2 separate regions of the Canis lupus genome follow, and region 1 is linked to region 2. The links are chromatin contacts, called in public Hi-C maps. All regions are on one chromosome and are shown on one strand. Each heading gives the region's core, a stretch centred on a gene start, on an enhancer-like site or on the middle of the called end of the contact. The rest is flanking DNA. Distances are from core to core; before and after follow the strand shown. Region 1 holds the start of SHPRH (E3 ubiquitin-protein ligase SHPRH). Region 2 holds the start of FBXO30 (F-box only protein 30).

The links. Hi-C and Micro-C count contacts between places; a contact is called where the count stands out from the background.
Region 1: a Hi-C map of blood shows a contact between it and region 2, with 4 times the contacts expected there. The contact joins the promoter of SHPRH here to the promoter of FBXO30 in region 2. A contact is called at or near these places in 2 of 9 Hi-C or Micro-C datasets (both in blood).

What each region holds. Positions count from the first base shown.
Region 1 is chr1:37,408,914-37,415,802 of UU_Cfam_GSD_1.0, reverse strand. SHPRH (E3 ubiquitin-protein ligase SHPRH) reads left to right here and starts at 3,473. Exons shown (of 30, transcript XM_038526268.1): 1 at 3,473-3,679. LOC111095614 (a long non-coding RNA gene) reads right to left here and starts at 3,460. Exons shown (of 2, transcript XR_005353634.1): 1 at 3,080-3,460; 2 at 25-255.
Region 2 is chr1:37,263,740-37,271,551 of UU_Cfam_GSD_1.0, reverse strand. It overlaps FBXO30 (F-box only protein 30), which reads left to right and starts at 4,241. Exons shown (of 3, transcript XM_038526265.1): 1 at 4,241-4,325.

The sequences.
Region 1 (6,889 bases), core at 2,224-4,723, 150 kb before region 2:
CCAACTCAGCTTCAACTTCCTCCGTGCTTTTACCTAGTTTATAAGTATCATTTTATTAACAACCAAAACAAACACTTAGAAATAGTGAATTACTTTCTCCTTATAAATTCATGTCCAGCGCAGCATTTTGTGTACAGATTACAAATTTTGCTTTATAATTTGTGAGAGACAGAAGGCACACAGCTTGAATTTTCAGTTTTCAGGTTGAGTTTGCAGCAGGTGAGACATAACTTTGGAGTTTGAAATAAATCCAACCTGTAAATAATCACGGAAATTTTTAAGTGAAAATTAACAATTACATCTATCCACAGCTAGGCTGAAGAAAAGCTGTGAAGTTCTACACATGAAGATTTGTGTTGAGGTCACACACCTCCTGCCCTGCAACATATCCTGCTCATACTACAGCAAAACATGCCCAATCCTCCTGATATCAGTTTTTGTTTGTTTGACCTGGCATACACTCCCTCACACACAGCTGATCACCCCTGCCAGCACCAATTTTGCACGACTGTTTCTTTCTCCCACTCTCTGTTAGAACTACACAGATTTTTAACAATGGCTTTGGGCATTGCAATTCATTCTGGAATAGTGACTTTATCCTAATACTTTCATTTTGTCAGGAGGAGGAAAAGCAGTCCCAAGACAGGTTGGTAGTAGAGGAAAAAGCAAAAGAGTCATCTTTGGCAAGCCTCAACCATACTGAGTGGCCATCATCTTCACTTTCACGGAGCAGGCAAAAGTAAGTACAATATGGAATAAACTTCTCAAGTAATTTTATTAATGACCTATTTAAGGGGAAAAAAAAACAGTCCTGGACCTGACTGATCCTTATTGTTAATATATACAGCCCTGTGTCACCAAATAATTATAAACTTCTTGCCTTCATTTTTCCCATGCCAACCTAGGAAGTTTGGGGGTCAATTGTTGATTTTTATTTGATAGACAAATACATGACTGAGTAGTAAGAAGCAACAGCCTAGATTGAGTAGTCAAGAGGAGTTCTATATCCTCTTTTCTCTCAGAGCTAAACAGTGGCAAATCATCAAATTTTTCTCTCAGAATCCTCTTCTGTAAAATGAGAATTTTAAATACCTCATATTATCATTTTAAGAATCAAATAGAAAAATGAACCCAAAAGTGCTTTGCAAAATAGAAAGTTCTATCCATAAATCATCAGCTATCCTGTTTGTACCAGAAAGGGAGTTAAGTTTGTATTAATTCACCTATTCTCTCTCAACCAGTCCTCCTCCTTAAGAACAATTTATTCATTTCCAAAAGAAATTTGAATTAGAGTGTGGCTACAATAAAGTTACCTTTCCCAAAAAGAACTGAATCTATAAGGGAAGGGAGAAGAAATGTGTGGGAAATATCAGAAAGGGAGACAGAACGTAAAGACTGCTAACTCTGGGAAACGAACTAGGGGTGGTAGAAGGGGAGGAGGGCAGGGGGTGGGAGTGAATGGGTGACGGGCACTGGGGGTTATTCTGTATGTTAGTAAATTGAACACCAATAAAAAATTTAAAAAAAAAAAAGAACTGAATCTATAGCTTTAGCCTAGTGAGATCACTCAGGAAACAGGTGGTCTGTGGAGATGAATTCTAATCTTTATCCTCCCTGCCAGGATGGGGTTCAGGTGTGTGACTGTGCAGGTGTACAGGGCCCTGACCTCAGAAGGGCCCTCCCAGGTGTGGTGCTCTGCCACAAAGGTTTGCTGCCTGTTGCCATCTTGGAATTCTTAATAATTTTTCATTTTGCAGTGGGCTGGGCAGATTAGGTAGCTCACTTCTCCATTACATCCTCTTATACTACACAAATGTGCATACCACAGGTCCAAAATGCATGTTTTATTTTGTATTCAGTTGCATATTATTCTATTTTGTTCTATGTATGTATGTATATCTTGTTCTTTGCTTCTGACCCAGGGCAGGACATCGTTAGTTTCCTGTTAGTCCCTTGCTCCCAGGGTTAGCAAGGGAGCCTTGAATATCTCTAATGATGCTATGTCATTCACTACTCTAGAGCAGATTAAAATGTATTCTCTCTGGAAAAATCATTAATTAATTAATTAATTTTGCCTGGCACCAGACGGGCTCAAAGAAAACTATGAGCTTAATTAATTCTCTGCTCCAATGGTAAGAAGTGACATGAAACTACCAAACATAACACTTTACAGTTCAATATACATTTAAATGCTTTTCAAATTATACTTCCTAAAGAAAGGATCCCTCCTCTTGTATTTACTAACATGATCAGTTCTTCATTGAAGGACTCTGCTCACCCATTGCTCCAGCATTAATATTACTTTTCCTACTTTTCTTTGCTATTATTCTTTTATCTTTTTATTTTTATTTAAATTCAATTAAGTAATAATGTATTATTGCTTTCATTTGTAGAAGTCAGTGATTCATCAGTCTCATACAATACCCAGTGCTCTGTACATCAGGTGCCCTCTTTAATGCCCATTACCCAGTTACTCCAGTCCTCCATTCCCCTCCTCTCCAGCAACCCTCATTGCTTAAGAGCCTCAAGGTTTGTCTCCTAAGCAAAGTAAGTCAATTAGAGGAAGGCAATTATCATATGCTCTCACCCACATGGGAAACAAAACAAGATCATAGGAGGGAAAAGGAAAAAATAAAACGAGGCAAAATCAGAGAGGTAGTATTAATTTTTCAACTTGCCTCATGAAGCCTGGGGGAAGGTAACTGATTTCCAGCAAACTTTACAGGATTTAGTTGATGTAAATGGCTTCAAGTTTAGAGGTCTGTGATAAAGCTCTGTACTGGGTAGGCTATGGACCGCTCTGACCTGTCTCTGCAGCTACAACGGATGTTCTCCTAGGCAAGAACTTTGAGACCTAAGATGCCCCTTTTTGGCATAATGCTGAATCCTTACTAGGTACTCATTCATCATTGAGTGCCTGACGCTTCCTGAGGATCATTTTACGAGTTCTTGACCCTGAAGCCTCTCAGAGTTATTCCAAAGTTAACTAAACTTAAGTCTACATCGGTGAGAAAGAGGCTTCCTCTCAGCGAGGCGGGGAAAAAAAAAAAAAAAAAAGATATTAGAAAGCCAGACTCACACAATACATGCAGTTTTTCTTTCCTCCTCTTAAATTGTATACTCATTTTCCCCTGAAAAGTCTTTTAAAATAACTTTCCTGAAAGAGCTAAGCTTCATCGGTGCTCAGACTCTGCTTTCTGGAAGGAATAAAAGAGGTGCGTTTGCAGAGCTCTCGCCGGCCAGGTCCCTAAAGCCACCAACTAGCTCCCATCCCGGGCTCCCAGCGGAGCCCCGCCCACACCTGATACTCTGCGCAGGGCCCCGCCTCCCGCTTAGAGGTTCCAACCAATCCTGAACTCCTAATGTGGGGCAGCGCTATCGCGAGATTCCAACTGTATCCTCCGCTAGACTTTCACCGTGTGGACTTGCGCAGAAGCGACTTATGAAGCCATCACCGGAGAAAAGGGGCGGGGCGCTCCGACGTGCGCGTCCGCCTTGACCCCACGCTCCAGCGCGCACCCGGCAGCTGGGCGCTGTGGTTTCTGGGCCCCCCGGGAACCCCGACACAAACCAGCATAAAGCGCGCGTGCCCGTCTTAAGCTGGTGTTCGGTGGGTGGCGAATGCATGCCCGTGACCTGCGGTGCAGAGCGGTTCAAGAGGCTTAGAGAACCAGCCTAGGTAGGCGCTTGGGTGCTGGAGGGTCAGGGGTCAGAGGTCGGGCACGGTAGACGCCTCCACTCGGAGACGGAGGTCCCCGGGAGGGAAGACTGTTGTTCCGGAGCCCGGGAAGCTAAAGGGCTGAAAGGGAGTCTCTCGGACTGCGCGAGTCTCTCGGACCCTTTCCCATCCCAGGCTTGGGGGCCGCTGGACCGCTGCGGCTCCCCCGGGGGAAGGTAGGGCCGTGGGGAAGGAGGCTGTGCTTCTCCCCGGGGGCTGGGGCCTGCGGTGTTCAGACCGAGCGTCCGAGGGACCGGCGTCGCGCTCCTCGGCCTCGCGGGTGGCTTGTTTGCCCGGCCTGCTGCGAGTGATGCGGCGCTGACAGCCCAGCTCAGACTCCGTGAACCGCTCTTGAGTTTCGGAGGAAAACCGAGTGGGTATCCGCGTTCGTCGGGCACACGCCCCTGGAGACTGGATCCGGGCCGCTGCCTAGCGTCTTGGTGCTCGGGGTTGTAATGCGGTAAAGGGGAGGCGAGGCTTCCAAGTTAGTCTGAAAGTTCTCAGTTACCTTTGGAGTCCGATGAATTACATTCGCCCTCAAAACCATCCTTGTACGTTGTGCATTTTGACTCCGTGGTCGTTGCTAGGTTGATGAACAAAGATACATTATTTGATGAGCAAAGATACCTTATTTGATGATTGTCACTTTCAGACATAGCACTAGTAATTAATGGCCATTAAGCTCGTGCTGTTTTTTTCTAAGTGACTTTACATGACCCAGGAGGTAGAAATACTAGATGTTCGATGTTTTCCTACGTGTATTTAAATTACTTTAACTCTTTAACTGAACAAAATATCTTTTTAAAGTCATTACAGCTACTTAAAATTGTTTTTATTGGATGGTAGCAAGATGTTGAAACGTCTATTAATAGAAATGATGCATAACATCTGTACTGTCACCAGAAAGACCCTCTGGTTTATAATCAGAAATGATGCTGAGCATTACTGAGCATTAACGAGAGACGTGTGTATGGACTGCGTAACCTGTGCTTGCCAGATCTTCCCAAGTCGAATTAGCCAATAAGCTAGCAGTTGACAATAAAATAGTTTACTTTTGAAAGATGCTACTATGTATATGTCCTCTTTTGGCCCAAGCCTAAGAACTCCACTTGCAGAATTATTAAATCTTTTTTTTTTAATTTTATTTATTTATTTATTTATTTATTTATTTATTTATTTATTTATGATAGTCACACAGTGAGAGAGAGAGAGAGAGAGAGAGGCAGAGACACAGGCAGAGGGAGAAGCAGGCTCCATGCACCGGGAGCCTGACGTGATTCGATCCCAGGTCTCCAGGATCGCGCCCTGGGCCAAAGGCAGGCGCTAAACCGCTGCGCCACCCAGGGATCCCCTATTAAATCTTTTATTAAAAGTTCAGGCTACAAAGATTTGGAGGAAGAGAATGTACTGGTGAAAAATGCCTTCTTTTTGAGGGCATTTTTCAAGTTTATGTGACTGACACATTTTGGGGTTCAATAGATGAAAACACTCTCATCTTGCTGAAGTCATTGCTACAGAAACATTGTGATAATGCTAGATCATTAAAAGCTTCTCACTAATCCGTGGTGACTGGGCTTTGCTTGCATAAGGCTCACCTTGGGCAGCAGTGTGGCAGATGTACACTTCTTATTGTTCTTAAATTCTAAATCCAGGCCTACCATGGAATTGTTTTAAGTCAGGATTTGTATGTGTCTTTTAATGAAGAGATAATAATTTGGAGGGAAAAAAAATCTAAATCAAAGTTTAGTAATCGTTTGTCATATTGTCTTAGTAACTTAACATTTTATGTTTATTTTTCTAAAAATCTGTCTTTGTTTTCTCTTGAAGGTATGGGTCAGTCAGTTTTCTCTGTCTCATTCAGGGCCAGAAATAGTAAAGAATAGTTTCACATTACTTGTAATCTTCTAGAATGTGGTTAAGAGACTCTTGTCTAAAAACGAACATAGTACTTAAGAGGGAGGATATTTGGTATTTGGGGAATTAGAGATATTTGTTTCACCTTGTTTTGAATATCAATTCCATGCTGGCATTGGGGGTACAATGGTGAATAGGATACCATTCCTGCCCAGCTGTCATAGCCTTCAAAGTCATACAGTTAGAACAGTGCAGCAGTTGGGATCAGGGAGGAATGGCCCTTAACTCAGCATGCCTGGTGGTGGAAGGTTTTCTGGGGAAGATTGGAACAGCAACAGGTAGAAAAAGTATGAGAGAGCATTTCAAGCAAAAGGCTTTTTACACTTAAATGTAGGACAATTAAGATGTGGTTCCTATTTTAAAACCTCAAATAAACATGTTTTACCCAAACTCTGATATTTAAGGAGGAGGAATAAGAAGTAGAATAATCAAAAATGGGACTCAGGTAGTGTATAGAAAACCAGAAGAAGGATTTGGAATATGATTAGAAATCTATAGAATTTTACTGGTACTTGACTTATTAGCTGCCAATTAACATTATGATTATAAGTAGTTTTGATCAAATAACATCTTCTTGGTTCAAGAAGTTATCCCTGGATAGAAATCCCTTAAGAAAAGAGTCAATCTGGGATCCCTGGGTGGCTCAGAGGTTTAGCACCTGCCTTTGGCCCAGGGCCTGGTCCTGGAGGCCTGGGATTGAGTCCCACATCAGGCTCCGTGTGTGGAGCCTGTGTCTCTACCTCTTTCTCTCTCTCTCTGTCTCTCATGAATAAATAAATAAAATCTTTTTAAAAAAAAAAAAAGAATCTAAATAAGATTTTTTTTTTTTTAATCATGAATGTATGTTCAGTTCTGGTTTAATTGGCTAGCGTAGAACTTGGGCATCAAGATTTTTTAAAGTTCCCCCAGATGATTCTAATGTGCAGTCAAGTTTGAGACACACAGATGCATGGTCCTCCATCCTACCACATTACAGCTTGGTTATTAGAATATATAATTTATAGTTTCAAAGATGGTGGTGATTAGCAGTTACTGCTCATTGAATGTATGCTAAACTTCTGTTAACTGTATTATGGCACTTATATTATTTCTAAGGATAATCCTATCATCCCCATCTTAGAAATGAGAAAACTCGCACAGAGAGGTTAGTTAGATAACTCTCTGTGCACACAGTAAATGCCAAAGCTAGAATTAGAATCTTTTCTCCTGTAAGCCATTGCTTTGCAGCTGTGAGACTCTATAGCTAGTTCCTTTTGG
Region 2 (7,812 bases), core at 2,992-5,491:
TCTCTGCCTCTCTTTCTCTCTGTGTCTCTCATGAATAAATAAATGAAATCTTAAAAAAAAAAAAAAAAACAGTACCTGGATTTTTTACTTTTTCCAACATTCCATGGCTCCTTGGCTCAAATTCCTCTATTTGCCTACAGCTGCAAGGTTGATTTGGGGTTATGAATATTATCGTTGGTAGGTTCTTTCTAAATTACCATATAATTTATGCTAATTGTCATATTCTACATACCTCAAAGAAACTTATATAGAAAATATAATTACAGCTATTAGATTCTAAACTCCGGCAATTAGGTGATTCAAAGTGGCTCTTTTTTGTAATTCCTTACAAGCATATCACAAAAGAGGAAGGATATTTCCCACTGCAGTCCCAGCTGGGAATTCCAATTGTCCCATGATTTCACAGCTGAAATCATCCCCCACCCTCTCACACTTGTCTCTGGCCAAGGATGCTTTCCTTAATTAGTACATGACTTAAACTTCAGTCCAGACTTATCTGTTGCCTTGGTCCCTGGGCTACCTGAGCGTAGGCTCGTCTAAGAAAGAAAACCTTCTTGTATGTTGATGTTATTTTCCTGACATTGAACGAAAGGAAGAACAATTTGTCTGATTGTTGAATTTGCCTTATCAACAGAATTTGCATTCTCTGGCAACTTCTCTCTCTTACAGTCTAGTCTGGTGCTTAGGCTTTGTACTTCTCTCTCTCTCTTTTTTAAATTTTTATTTATTTATGATAGTCACACAGAGAGAGGGAGAGGCAGAGACATAGGCAGAGGGAGAAGCAGGCTCCATGCACCGGGAGCCCGACGTGGGATTCGATCCCGGGTCTCCAGGATCGCACCCTGGGCCAAAGGCAGGCGCTAAACTGCTGCGCCCCCCAGGGATCCCAGGCTTTGTACTTCTCTTTGTGATGTTATTATACTCTTAGGGTTCTCATTATCTTCCCCATCTTAAGAATGGCCTCTAGAAAATAAAAACACTAGGAGCTATGCCTCCATCTAAACCAGTGCAAGACAGCCTGCAGAGTGTGTTTGGAGGAGTTGTAAGGTCCTCCTTTTTTTGAGGCAGTAGGTAGCTCAAACTTACCTACTCCTTATCATGAAACTCAGGTGTGAAACATTAGAACGCACACGATTGACAATGTTAACAATGTCCTATAGCAAGACCTCTTTTTTACTTTAAATTTCCAGGATTCCTTTCACTCCTCTGGGAGATTAAGCCACACAGATGATAGCTTTGTTCTAGAAGTCCATGTCAACTGTGTATATACTAGAGAAGAGAGAATATTTGAGGAAACCTGTGACTTGTGGCATTCTCTCTGATTGCCACTGATGTTTTAGATACATTTCCCTTAGAAAGGGCACTAAGAGAAGTTTATCCAAGGAGTTAGAACATAGGACAGAAAATGAAAATGGGGATAAGATGAAAGGAGTAGAGTACATATTTTGTTTATGAAGCAGCAAGTATTCCTTAAGTATCCACAGTATGCACGGTAGGATACTAGATACTGAGGGGAGATACAAAACCAATGCAATACACACCTCCAGGGATTTGAGATCCTCTGTAAGCTGACATACATTTGTAAGACTGGTAACACCGCCATGAGGCACAGGTCCAAGTGCTGACAATCAATAGTATGTGCTATAGCAGTCTTTCACAGAGGACATGGGGTTGGAGATTAAGAAGGAGGAAGTGCCTGACCTTCCTTACATGGGCACCGGTGACCTGGAACTGTACTATGCATGGTGTTTGATGCAGAAGAAAAGGAAACTATTCAGGCTAGAATGAAACATGTTGGGATCCCTGGGTGGCGCAGCGGTTTGGCGCCTACCTTCGCCCCAGGGCGCGATCCCGGAGACCCGGGATCGAATCCCACGTCGGGCTCCCGGTGCATGGAGCCTGCTTCTCCCTCTGCCTATGTCTCTGCCTCTCTCTCTCTCTCTCTCTGTGACTATCATAAATAAATAAAAATTAAAAAAAAAAAAAAAAAGAATGAAACATGTTCTTTGAGCCACTGAAGGCAGGTGTTGAGACTTTATCAATGGGCCCTGGCCATTATAGATATCTGAATAGACACATAACATTATGAAAAGGATGTCTTAGGAAGAACTGTGTCAGTGGTGGGTTTGAGGGGGAAACACTGGATGAGGAATGACTGGTAGGGAACAGCAGAAATCCAAATGTGCCTAGGATGGTAACTAGGAATAAATGTGAAAGACAGGAATAAAGGGGTTTTTGTGTACGTGTGTGTGTGTGTGTTTTGTGTTTTGTTTTGTTTTGGATTGCTGGGCATGGAAAAGTACTGAGATAGAAAGGGTAAAGAGGATTGAAGTTTACAGCCTGAGTGACTCAGCCTGAGGGGGTGACCTAGTATCAGCTCGGTGATGCAGTAAAGGGAAAAGCCCCAGATTTCAGTAAGTACAATCATGGAATCATGAGGTTTTAAAGCTAGAGAGGGCTCTAGGGATTATTTATTCTGGCACTTCATCTTGTAGGAGAGCAACTGAGGCAAAGGGCAGATATGTGACTCAATCCAGGATAGTGAGCAAGGGAGGGAGGCAAGACTGTAGCAGCCCCCATGTATTCTCCCACCACGTCATCCTGCCTGCTTCACTGTCCTTTCTGCATCATTCTCTGTCTCTCAAACTCTGGACTCGCAAGCAAATTTGACAAAGTAAGAAAAATAGACTGAATTTCTCAAAAAGCTAAATTTATTCATTTAAAGAACTGACCTTTATTCTGTGATTATGTACTGGCTAATGGTGTTAAAATCTCCTTTCATGTATGAAATGAATCATTAATATCAGTAGTGCCATTTTTTACCGTTTTTCTTAGCACAATAACACAATAAGAGCGAATAATTTAAGTTCTTTCTTCAGTTTGGGATTTTTTTTTTATACTGGTCTTGAAAATCTAAATATCCGAGAGTCACTTCTCAGGAGGATGGCAAATTATGTGTGATCTTTTCCAAGCCATACCGGTTGGCGGGGGGTGGGGTGGGGGTGTAAATAGTAGCCATAGAAAAGATTACAGAACAGTGTTTTCCTGTCTCTGCTTCCACCCGCAAGGCCAGGATTAGTAATTTTCTATCAAAAATAGGTCTCTTGCTGGTACTGGGCAGGAGCCCAGGGGATGGACACTGGTCTATGGGGAGGGGATGAGAGATGCCCCCTTCCCCCACGATTCTGAATCTGATTCTTGGCCTTAGACCAAGGCTTGCTGGTAGTAGCGGCCCAGCAATGAGCCCCAATATGGACCCCAATTCTTTGGCATGGCCACGTGATACTTCTTTAATCCTCAGTCATTTGTAAAGTCTTCTGCGAAAGTGGCATTCAAGGCACCTTTCCATGCAGACCGCCTTGTTGCAGAAAGCCCCAGGCCCTTACGGAACTAGACCTTGCTGGGCTATCCCGCCTGCGTCCCAGTGAGGCTCCGCGACGCCTCAGTCCTGGTCTGAGCTCAGTCCCGGGATAGGTAGAACCTGCAAGGGACACTGAGCTGCAGGACTCAGGTGCATTGGGTTAGCAGGCAGGAAGGCCCGTGGCAGCGACCTGCAAAGAAACCTGCCCCGCTGCCTCCTCAATATGACCTAATGGGAAGGGAAACCGCACCGAGAATTAAGGGATCTGGCTGCTTATCCTACAATTTAGGGAGCTAAACACGCCAGTCCACATGGGCCTGGTTCCTCAATTCCCGAACTCCGAGTCTACGATTCCTTCTAGGAATACAAGATCCCAAAGTCCAAGAGGGCTTGGTAGCAGTGTGGGCGCGGAAACACCCCCCACCCCCCAGACGCGCCAAGCCCCAGAGTCTCGGGACCCCACCCTGCAGCTTCCGGGCGAGTATCCGAGGGCGGAGTGCGCGTCCCCGCGGGGCTCGGCGTGCGCGTCCCCGCGGGGGCTCGGCGTGCGCGTCCCCGCGGGGCTCGGCGCGCGCGTCTCCGCGGGGCTCAGCGTGCGCGTCCCCGCGGGGCTCAGCGTGCGCGTCTCCGCGGGGCTCAGCGTGCGCGTCTCCGCGGGGTTGCAGCCGCCGCCGGGGCCGCCGCGGTGGCCGGGCCGAGCCCGTCTGGGGGGCGGGGCCGAGCGGGGCGGGGCGGGGCGGGGCCGAGCGGGGCGGGGCCGCCTGAGGGGGGCGGCCGCCGGGGGAGGTGGCGGAGGCGCCGGCCGGGAGGAGAAAAGGCGGCGGCCCGGCGGGGCTGAGAGGCCCGGCGGAGGAGGCGGACCGCGCGGGGCTGCGGGGCGCGGAGCGGCCGGGACCGCGCGGAGCAGCCGAGCACGGCGGCCTCGGCAGGCAGGGCCTGGGCCGCGGTTCGGCCGCGCGGGGCGGTGAGTGTCGGGAGGCCGGCGGGGCAGGCCGGCGGGGGAGGCCGGAGGCGGCGGCCGGGCCGTGCGAGGCCCGCGGCCGTGGGTCGGTCCCGAGGGCCGGGCCTGCGCCGAGCGAGCAGAGGCCCGCCGAGGAGGGACGGCAAATGGCGACCCGAGGCCGGGGACCGACCCCCGAGTCCCCGGGCCTGTCTGTGGGCGGGGGGGGCGGGGCCCGGCAGCCCTCGGGCAGCCCTCGGGCAGCCCTCGGGACCTCGAGAACCCGGCGTCGGGTCCCTCTGCCTTCGGGAGCTTGGGTGACGGGACAGACGGTCCAAGTAAGGCGGGGACGCGCCATCGCGGTCCCCCGGGATGAGAGAAGTTGGTGACTTTGCCGTTCCTGGTGGCGAGCGGGAGCGGCCGCCGTCCTAGCCTCAGCCCCTGCTAAAGGGAAACTGCCTGATCGCCAGGGCCGGGGGCTGCTCTTTGCGGCGGGTGCTCGGAGGGGGCGGCGGGGCGCGCGCTGGGTCCGGTCCGGCCGCCGGAGTCGGTTTTCGGCCGCGCTTCCCGCACTCCGACCGCCTCTTGCTTTTCTTTCTGAGCCGTGTCGTAAGCCCCAGATAAAGGATGGTTGGGAAGGAATTGACCTTTTATCCCACAACTGCTTTGTTGACTCGGATCCAAGATGACGCTATTTATGGGCATTCTGATACCAGCGTAGGCTAAAGCTTAAAACTTTGAATAAATAACAAACTTCCCAGACTCTTTGGACTATTCGTGCGTGTGCGTGTACCGCGTGGTGTATCCTTTAGAGACCTAAGAAGTTACAGGAGCAGGTTGTGCGTTTGCCCGTATTTATTACCGTTTTGGAAAGCACTCCGGTTTTCAACGCAGCAAAGGGAAAAGAATAGCATAAAATGTATGTTTAGGATTTCTCTTTTCTTTTCTTTTTTTTTTTTTTTAAGATTTTTTTTTTTTTTTTTTTTTTTTTTTTTTTTTTTTTTACTTGACAGAGCACAACCCCGGAGCGGCAGGCAGAGGAGGGGGACGAGCAGGTCCCGGCGCCGCAGGGAGCCCCGTGGGGTCCGCCGGGGATCCCGGGACCGTGAGCTGGGCCAAAGGCAGACGCTTAACCGACCGGGCCACCTAGGTGCTCTCACTTCCCCCCTTTTTTTTTTTTTTTTTTTTAAGAAAATACTTTATTTATTTATATTAAGAATTTTTCTAAGGGTCCAGTTTTTCGGTGTACAGTTTCCGCTGAATCACTGTTCTTTATGCTTAGTCACAGTTTCTTACTCCAGAAGCTTAATCGGGGATAACATGGTGTTTTGGTAACGTGTAAGTTGCCGATTCGTTTTTATCTAGTACTTTAATGCAGTGACATAAGGTTTCTGTGTGTGTGTGTGTGTGTGTGTGTGTGTGTGATTCTGGAAATACTCGGTGGAGTTTTGTAAATGTTCTCAGAGAACTGAAGTTTTTTGATACAGGCAAACTTTTATGCACTCTGGGTGTGCTGGGTATTTTATTTCAGTCCAGTATTTCTCCATCTCTAGCGTTGGACACTTTTAAAAAAATACAAAGTGTCATAATAAAATACCTATTAAAGGACAATAACACTTTGAAATAACACTTACAGTTAGGCAGGTACTTTGAGGTCACCACGTGGGTGTGGTTAATGTGTGTTTACTATTTGATACACTGTATTACTGAAATGTGGCTTTTAATGGGATAAGTCCTATGCTACTTTGTATGATTTTGGATACATCTTTTTTTTTTTTTTTCCTTTTTTTTTGGATACTCTTTTAACTGAGTTCCTAGGATTGTTTGTTTCATTCAAGGAGGTATTTGGCTTCTTTGACAGTCTTCAATCATAGACTATGTAAAATATTTAATTTCAAATTCAGGTTGATGAAATATGTGAGATTGGCATTGAGCTCATGGTTTTTACATTGTAGGTAGCTAGATAGTTAAATACAGATAAGCATACCTCAATTAAAATCCAGTCTCTGAAAATCCTTTACAAAAAAAGGTACATCTTTTCATTGGAAAATGTTAACTAACATAGGTTATTTTCTCATACAATTGCTTTTTATAAGGTTTACAAGTAGAAATGACCTGATATAAAAAATAGTTTTACAGAAAGCTTTGCCTACATAAACATGGCTGTTGTGTAAAGTGAGTACATCCCTTTTCTGAGTATTAGACTGTATCCTGTTGGATATACACATAACCAATCTCTGTAGAGTTCTAAATTGTTTTCACAGTAGAGTAATTGCCTCAAGGTCACAAAGCTGAGATCCCTTGGAAACCCCTTCCCCTGTGCCATGCTGCCCATTTTAATAAGCTGAGTACCACCATTTAGGTGTATTATTTTTATCTGAGGATCGACGCAAACAGGTTCTAGTCCAAAGCATTAAATATTAATATTATTTTAAGTTCTGATGTAAGTCTGTAATAATTTCATTTGCTTATTTAGTGGAGAACATTGCAAGTAGTTAGAACTATCACTTTGGAATTAGCTACTCATGACCATATTTAGACACAGAAGGTATATGTTTTGATTATATCATAACTGGAAGGGAAACATTTGACAATTTTCCATATAATTAGGTCGTCATTCTATAAATAAAAAGAGCTAAAATTTGATAAAAGGAATGAATACAGTGTAACCCACTTAGCCATTTTGGACTCATCAGGAGTGCAAGTGCTTTGAGTTTGGAGTTTAAGGTAGTGGATTTTTTAATCTTGCCTAGTCACCGCACCCCCCTCCCCCCCCAGCCACACACACACACACCCCTTTTAAACCAGTGAAATAAGATGTCCAGCTGAGGTTATAGATTTGCTGTGGTCTTTAAAACTGCATTTGGTCAGCAAATCACCCAGCAGGTGTTTGTATTTAATATTAATTGTACAACTAATTGTATTACTCTAGTACTATACAAGAAGGATGAGACTTACTCAGAGGAGCTTATAACTGATTGCTAAATGTAAAATTTCAGTCACAGACTTGTGTTAACTAATTGAACAGGTCTGTCTAGTTGTATTTCAGCCTCACATTGAAGCAACATAGAATAGAATTGTTTCATCTAGTACCATATTAACTGCAATATTAAACAGTTGGCTGATGCCACTTCCTTTTTTGAGCTGCTTTTCTTAGCCCTGTACCTACTTAGGCACGTGCGTATGTGTGGACACCTCAACCTCTGCTTTTCTTGTTGAAACTGATGCCTCTATATCCAAGTAACCAGTAACCAGAGCACACAGTTGATTAGGGAGTTAAAATAGTGGAAAAATATACGAGTAAATGTTTACTTCTGTGCCTTTTATGACTATTTTTTAAGATTTTAAGATAATGGAAGGTTGAAATGAACTTTCTTTGATTTCCTTGTCCCTTTGACTTGCTTTTTTTAATAGACGGTTTATCTTACTCTATATATAATGCTTGGAATGTATGACTTAGGAACTCAGTAAATGTTTGAGCACTATAGACTTTTTATAGCTGGTACAATAA